2 separate regions of the Siniperca chuatsi genome follow, and region 1 is linked to region 2. A link is a contact called in public Hi-C data. All regions are on one chromosome and are shown on one strand. The core of a region is the stretch at or near the end of the contact, and the rest is flanking DNA. Distances in the headings are between cores, read along the strand shown.

Region 1 (3,728 bases), core at 829-3,328, 54 kb before region 2:
TGTCCTGTGTAATTGGTGGAGGTGCAAATGACAAGATACTATGCAAATACCTTACTATCTGTGTGACAATAAGTAATAAACTGCACCCTTGCCTTGATACCAGTGTTTCTGCAACCTTTCAGCAATCTAGCTCCAGTGATTAATATAATCAGGTTCATCAGACCTGCAGAAGCCTATGTAAAATCTTTCAAGATTAAAAACTTCAAAAAAAGTTCAAAAAGTTCAAAAATAATTATAGCAATAGCACACTGTAGCTATGTGTAGACGCTGGCTGATGGGCAGAGAAGCATGATCCAGTAGATGTGTTGCCCTGGTTGTTAAGGCAACTGTATCTGTCTTCCTGCTTTGATGTTGAGGCTACTGTCGCCTGCTACACTCCCAAATACTGTTATCTGGGGCTGGAGGACTGATTGCAAATATTTTTGTGGGGATACGTGTGATTTATTTATTTTTTTGTGTGTGTGTAAGCAGGTTTGTATATTTGTTGCATGCGTGTGACATATGTCTCTTGAGTTAATGATACAGAGCCCATTTCAGTCAAATTAAACTTGTCCAAATGCATCACCAGATCTAGTTAGAGTTGTTTGATCAATTTATTTAACATGCTGCAGTAATACTAAGAGTTTAGACTTGATTTACTATCCTCTATACCAACACAGTGTCAACAAACTGCAGCTAGAAGGTCATAGTGCAGCTGTTTGAGTATTCATGCACCCAGCGTGGGGACTACTTTTACAAAGACATGAGTGGGTGAGCAGTAAGCGGACAAATTGAATGAGGGCCAAGGTCAGGGCTCAGATTTAGCCGGGCCCCTCTCAGCCAACAGCTGTCAAAATCAAAACGGACCAGTTGTGGTTTATTTTTGCACTAAGCAGGATGTGAGAAACCGGAGGTAGCTGGTTTGTGTGTGTTCCATTGATCAGGGATGTTAATCTTTGGAGGATATGTAGAAAGGTCCTCCCAAGGACAGGACAATGAAAAGACTCTATTGATTACCAGAACATTTATCAATTGGTCCCAAGACAGATAACAAGATGTACAAGTCCTGAGTAACAAAAGGCATCTTTTAGGATATGGACTGCAGAAGTTAATTATTTTTAATCATTTCAGCATCCTAAAGTGAAGCCCACACATGAAATCCGCCTGATTCGTAGGCTGTTCTTGGCAAGTACACACACAAACACTGTATGAAGTGGCAGATTGAACACACATTCAACCCGCGTATGACTGTTCAAACCAGATCACTAGTCCACACCTGATTAGTAGACCCATACACGTCATTGCTAAACCATTGAATTACACCTGAGCTTGTAAAATCTAAGTGACAAATGGAGCTGCTGTGCTTTCAGGTAGTCGCTGGAATGTGTTTTCACACTGGATCGGCAACATGAAGGGCCGTGCTGACGATCTTGTGTAACATGGAGGACATTTCTGGCACTGTCTAAATAGGGTTACTAATGTAATCCTTCTAAAGCATTGTTAACCCTTCTTTGTTAAAACCTAGGTCTCTAGGGGAAAGGAAAGCAACATAAAACCAGTTGGAATTGACAAAAGAAAAAGTTATTTATTGGAGGAGCAGATCTTTTCTGACAAAGATGTAATAAAAAAAAGAACTGAGCTACAAAGTGAGAGGAGCCTGTGGGTGTTGATAAGTCAAAATAAATAGATATAACAAAAAGAGGACTCCTAACTTGTGATTTTTAAATGATTTACCTTGCTGTCAAAAACAAATAAAGAGCTCAGCTGACTCCACTTTTCACTGCCTTTGTTGTTAAAGTTATGAGACGACAGTGCCATACTATTGAGAAACAAAAAGATTGTTGGAGTCTAAAAATGTTTAACTGCTATATTTTTGCTATTAGTGAGGAAAGGGAGAAAGAAGTAAATGTGTGCTATTCTGTGTTGACAACACTTCAGGGCTTTATGTGCATTCCTGCGCACCGCACACCATTGCCCTGATTTTCTGTCCATCATTCCACCAACCACTGCGCCCCGCCCTCCTGGCTCGGGTGTGAGCGCTCATTGGTTCTCCCAATAGTCCCCTGTAAGCCCCGCTGGCCAATAGTCGTTGAGGAGGACGGAGCCTTTCCGGTGGAACAGTCTCTCGCGCCTACAGTGGTGGAATCGAACGTCCCCGAGCGCACACGGCGTAGAGGAGAGTACGGCGCACGAGTCTCTGGAAGGAAGATAACGGTTTCTTTTTTTGCCCCCTCTCCACTCAAACAACAAGAACAAACCAAATCTGAATTTTTAGGGGGGTTTACAGAGTCTTCTCATCTCAAGGAGGAGGGAAGCGAGGGATTGGATCCGCAAGTTTTTTTTCTTTTTCGTTTTTTTTTCTCTTTTTCCTAAAAGAGGATTCTGTGTTTCGCGGTGGTTTGTTCTCCGTTCTCGCCGCAAAGATGATGGTCGGAGAGGTCGAAGTGAAGGAGCGACCGAGGCCGAGTCCCGACTATTTGATGCAATTATTAAACGAGAAGAAGCTCATGACCAGTTTGCCAAATCTCTGCGGCATCTTCACACACCTGGAGAGGCTTCTCGATGAAGGTAAGTGGCAGTCTGGAGCGATCGGGGAGATGCCGGGGGAAAGCGTGACCACGGCGCAGTCCGGTGTCGGCACGGCTTCGCTGGGCGTCCCTGCTGCATAACGTTCTAGCACCGGACACACCGATACTGCTGACCGTGGCAGGCACAGTAACACTTAAAACTTCCCCCGAGCAATAACGTTACCTCAAATTCAAAACAAGAAATCCGGTCATATCCTGAGTGAGTTTGTTTAACCGTAGACCGCAGCGAGATGTGGATTTGAGAGTTGCGTTGCTAACGTTAGGCTTCCACAGAGTTTGTTACTTGCACTCCTGACTTTGTGGTGACAAGACGAAAACTTTCTCTCACAAACTTATAAAAATCAGAACTGTCTATCACTGTACATTTACTAACAAAAATCGCCCACAGAGAAGTTTTGAAGCACACTTGAGGTTTATCAAAGGCGAATCTCAATTAATTTAGACGGGCCCTGATTCCACATGTTCCACCGCGATTTAGCTTGGGTTAGCCACATTTTAAGCTAGCGAGCCTGGGTGTCTGCGTTCCGTTGAACTCTTCGGAAACCAAAAGGGCAGCGTTAACGTAGCTACGTCTTTAAATAAAGCCTTAACCAGTCAATACAGCGTTTCAGACAAATGTTAAGTGTTAAAAAGTTGACTGTCGCTCCCCTTATTTGTGCTTCCAGGGTTGTGTTAGTTGTTGCCCAGCGGCCGAGCTTAAAAGCACGGAGGAATGTGTCTGCTTGTTGCCCAAACAATGGCCAGTGAGTTGCAGCTCGGAGGGGGGGGGGTGCACGAAGATTATTTCAGCCGTCTAACTTTTTCATTAAAAGGGGCACCATTTTGTTTGTCTCCCTTCACCCGGCTAATACAATATTTGTCCCCAAGCCAGGGTATGCTTCTCTCGGTTATATTTCCTTCCCTTGCTGCAGCAGTCGTCGTGTTTTTTGCCTGTCAAGCGTGCCTTACCAAAATTGCGTCGCCTTTTATCGGCGGCGCCGTCCAGACGGGATTTGTCTGTCTACATGTATTTTCTACGCCTTGTCATATATTTTGGCACAAGCAGCGGCGCTGATAAACAAGGCTTAATCGCCGTTTATGTTGATAGTATCAATAATATAAGCTGGTCTAAGCGGAAGGTTGGACCTATGCTTTATGTAACTGAGCTGGAGACACTAGAGT
Region 2 (3,749 bases), core at 984-3,483:
TATGATCGTTCCTCCCTGTCTGTCTCAGCGAGGCCTCAGCCCAGCCTGACAATGTGGAAAGCACTTCAATTCATGTCCTCTTGTTTAAGGATTGCTTGTCTCTATTCAGCCTGCCTGTCACTTCTTTAGGCACTTGTTTTGTTTCTGAGTGTTTCAGATCTGCACAGCCTGTATGTACACACAGAAGATGTTGACACACTTTTACATGCACACACGCACACAAATATGTGCGTGCACACACAAACTTGAGGATGAAGCCATCTCTGGAAGCGGCAATGTTCCAAAGAGTGATGCAGAATGAGTCACTGTTAACACACATGTGTAGACACATACACAACAAAACCCCTTTTGGTGTCCTTTTTAAGTCAATGACAGCTCTCAGCAGCTTACACTCATCTGAATGGAGTGCCACAAAAATAGTTTCCCGACTTTTCTAGAAATCTCTATGCGTTTTGCAGCCTGAAGTGCATTAAAGATGGTCTAGTGATTCAGTACCTGAACCATTTATTGGTTTAAGAAGCTCTTTTATTTCTCAAACACAAGAAAGCAGCTTTGAGCTCTTTTGAGACACTAATGAAATCTTGCTCATAAAAAGTTTCACTCTACCCTTAATTCAAGAGTTTTATAGAGCTTATGACCCATTGTCTTCTACCAGAGGCCATTTTTCCTTCAAGCAAGGCATCTGTGTTCATTTGGCCTAAATGTAATGAAAAGATCCTTCCATCAGATAGACATAGTGTGTTGTGTGTTCTTCTGAGCCTCTCAAATTCACCTTTAAATGCTTTGATTCTTGAAGCCTAAAATGTCCCTGACTTCTTTTGTAATATAATATCAAAGGCACATTTGTCTCCTCTGTTTATATATATTCCAAATATTAAAGCTTATTACTCCAAAGTATATTTTCAATTAATATTTGCATTCGAACATATTTTAGTTCTTGCATCAATACCAGATTAATTTGTATTGATCAGAGACATAATGCTTATATTAGGGGCCAGACTCTTAATGGACATTACCTAAATAGCCTGACACTGGCCTAGGGTATGATAAATGTCAATAGAAGTGATGTAGTTTCAGTATGGCAGAATAAGCATCTAGTAGTCATGTCCCTGAATGTTTGGTTGGTGCATTATCAACCCATGAACCCCTCAGGGCACTGTATTTTCTTCATGTCATTGCATGCATGTGCATGCACACACATCATGAGTGGGTTGGCAGTAGGGCTGTCTGGCAGTAATGCCCTTTATCATGCTAAACTAGATTGGATTAAAGTATGGACACGCTGGGTATGCACTGTTCTAATGAAGGGCATCTTTTCCACATTTGGAAGTGTTAAATCGCCTTTATTAAATCGCACAGGAAACAAAATGAGGTCATGCTTTTTATTCCTTTCAAGGAACAGGCATTACTTGTCATTGAAGAGGACCCAGCTGCAGAAGTGAAACAAAGAGGGAGAATAGAGTGATAACCAAAAGGTTGTTTTGTTTGCAAACCTGGTGGTAAATTGAAGTTAAAGGCTTTCTAATGATAGTTTTGCTTTTAAATAATCTTTTAATTGACTCACTTGGGATTAGGAGCCAGGAAGTCTCGCGTGGAAAAAACCTATGCTTAACCAGCTGAGATAAACTCAGAGATGTAACAGTCAGGTTTATAGTGTTTTTTTATGTGGTGAGAGAATTGTATCGTATAAAGATATTGTTTAACAGTAATTTTTTTAATTAGATCATTGAAGGATGTACTTTTGACGATTTGTTCAAAGTCACTAAACTAACTTGCCGCATTTTGCAATAACAATATGCACTTATTGCAGTTTTACATTTTTCCGAAAGTTGTAAGACCAACCAAGTTTAACTTACCTTAGGCATCTAAGGTAAGTTACACTCTCTCAAGACATATGAGAGTATGTATGTTGTAGACACATTTTGTCTGTGCCTGAATCCATCATCAACATTTCAGTGGTTGACATGTTAGCTGAGCAAATATTGACTGTTGGGTAATGCCATGTCAATGGCTGCTCCTTACTCAGATATTGACAGTTGGAAGAGGGTACTGGTGGGAAGTGTTAAAGGTTCACACTTGTTCCTCTTTGCCCTCGGTAGCGCTCTTTTGCTCCCTAGTTCTGTGAACTTTTCAACTCTTCATGAACTGGGAGCAGGGGAACATCGGCGAGATGAGAGAGACAGAGAGAGAGAGATGGGTGGGAGAGCTTGATTGAGCTACTCTTTCAAGTGTGGATTTACTCCACTGATCCTGCCCTAGTGTGTGTGCGCACACACACACACACACACACACACACATAGATAGATACACACGTACACACAGATAGATACACATGCCCAGAAAATACTTATACATGCATGCACGTACACACACATAAGCACTGACTAAAATGCTCCGCTCATCCCTTGAGTCCTTGGTTAAGGCCCTCAAACGGAGCCGGCAGCAGAGCCCCACTGCACTTTAGGTAACCTCCACTCAGATACTTTCAGAGCTGTATGCATAAACACTGACTTGCCCATTCCACTTCCCATTTCTGCCCCTAGAAGGGCTGGAGAGCAATAATGATTGACCTGTAGGCAGGTATTGTCCTGTGATCTACAGCAGACCCTGGTCATTTGTGAAAGAGACAGTGACTTGTGTATATGCCAGAATTATGTAGAATGACATTGCCATCACAAATAAGAATCAGCTCTCAGCCGACTTGTTTAAACAGATACCCGCTCAACTTCAAATCCATCTGAATTACCGCCATATGTTATTAATGATCTTCTGCTGAGTTAAACTCCCTATGTCAAACAAAGCTTGGATGGCGAAACACAGAATTTCTTCTGTTGTGTAATATGACTTGGCCTGGCAACTGTATGCACATTGGGTGCCACATATCCGTACGACTTTGTATCAAGCTGTCCTTTGGTTTTAGAGCAGTTTTAGTGTAATCCTCATTAAAAGGCAAAACATGTAACATCGAATTCAGCAGAGGCATGGACGGAAAACACCTTTTTAATTGGATAAATCAACACAGAATCACTTGGGGCGGACAACAACTGCTGTGATCCTCTATATGGGTTGAAACATTTAAGCATGTTGCGCCTTTGGCCACATCCCTATTACATTTACACACACAAAGCAGGTATTTTACCGTTGGACAACTGAGACAAAAATGCCTGCTGTGACATCGATGATTGGGATGTAGATTCATCATAAGCCGTGCAGCAGCAGTTGTCTCCAAGTGATGTAGTGTAGATTTATTTTTTAATTTCCAATAATTGTTAGTTGCGAGATGCAATAAAATGATATTAAATTGCATTTAAATGCACAGAATGTTATACAGTGTAGGGGAGTGGTGGAGAAGGGAATGGGGGAAGAGAGAAAAAGTAGGGCATCTTTTACATTTTAGTAGCCTTTTGGGCTCTGATAAGAACCTGACAAGCTAGATAGACAAGCTTCTTCCTGTACTGGTTAACAGGCATAACAGGCACAATTAAATTAAACTACACCACCCTTGCCCGCCATATATGCACCATCTCAACAGCGGTTGAGATGGTATTCTTGGTCTTTTGGTGTCATGTGTAGGTGATGAGCAGTGATGTGATACTGACACTCAGTATGACAGCTTATTTAGATCTATCACTGATCCTCTCTTTCAGCAGGGAGGCATTGGCAGATGTGACGATAGATAGGTGACACTGAGCTTGTGTTTGGGTCCGCACATTTGGCTTTATTTGGCTGTATTTCTGTTTTTGTGTGTC

Evidence for each region. A called contact is a pair of places that touch in the nucleus more often than the background predicts.
Region 1: a Hi-C map of liver shows a contact between it and region 2, with 1.7 times the contacts expected there. The contact joins the promoter of qkia here to the enhancer-like site in region 2. A contact is called at or near these places in 2 of 3 Hi-C or Micro-C datasets (liver and skeletal muscle).

What each region holds. Positions count from the first base shown.
Region 1 is chrLG15:17,398,606-17,402,333 of ASM2008510v1, reverse strand. It overlaps qkia (protein quaking-A), which reads left to right and starts at 2,078. Exons shown (of 8, transcript XM_044167129.1): 1 at 2,078-2,547. The coding sequence starts at 2,403. All of the region lies in intron 1 of LOC122861993 (a long non-coding RNA gene), which reads right to left.
Region 2 is chrLG15:17,344,990-17,348,738 of ASM2008510v1, reverse strand. All of the region lies in intron 4 of qkia (protein quaking-A), which reads left to right. Among protein-coding and RNA genes, the nearest start is that of LOC122861993, 31 kb to the left of the region's middle. Within about 2 kb of position 2,233, the one cell type or tissue checked has an H3K27ac peak away from gene starts, as active enhancers do. A contact at or near this core is called in liver, where this site is marked.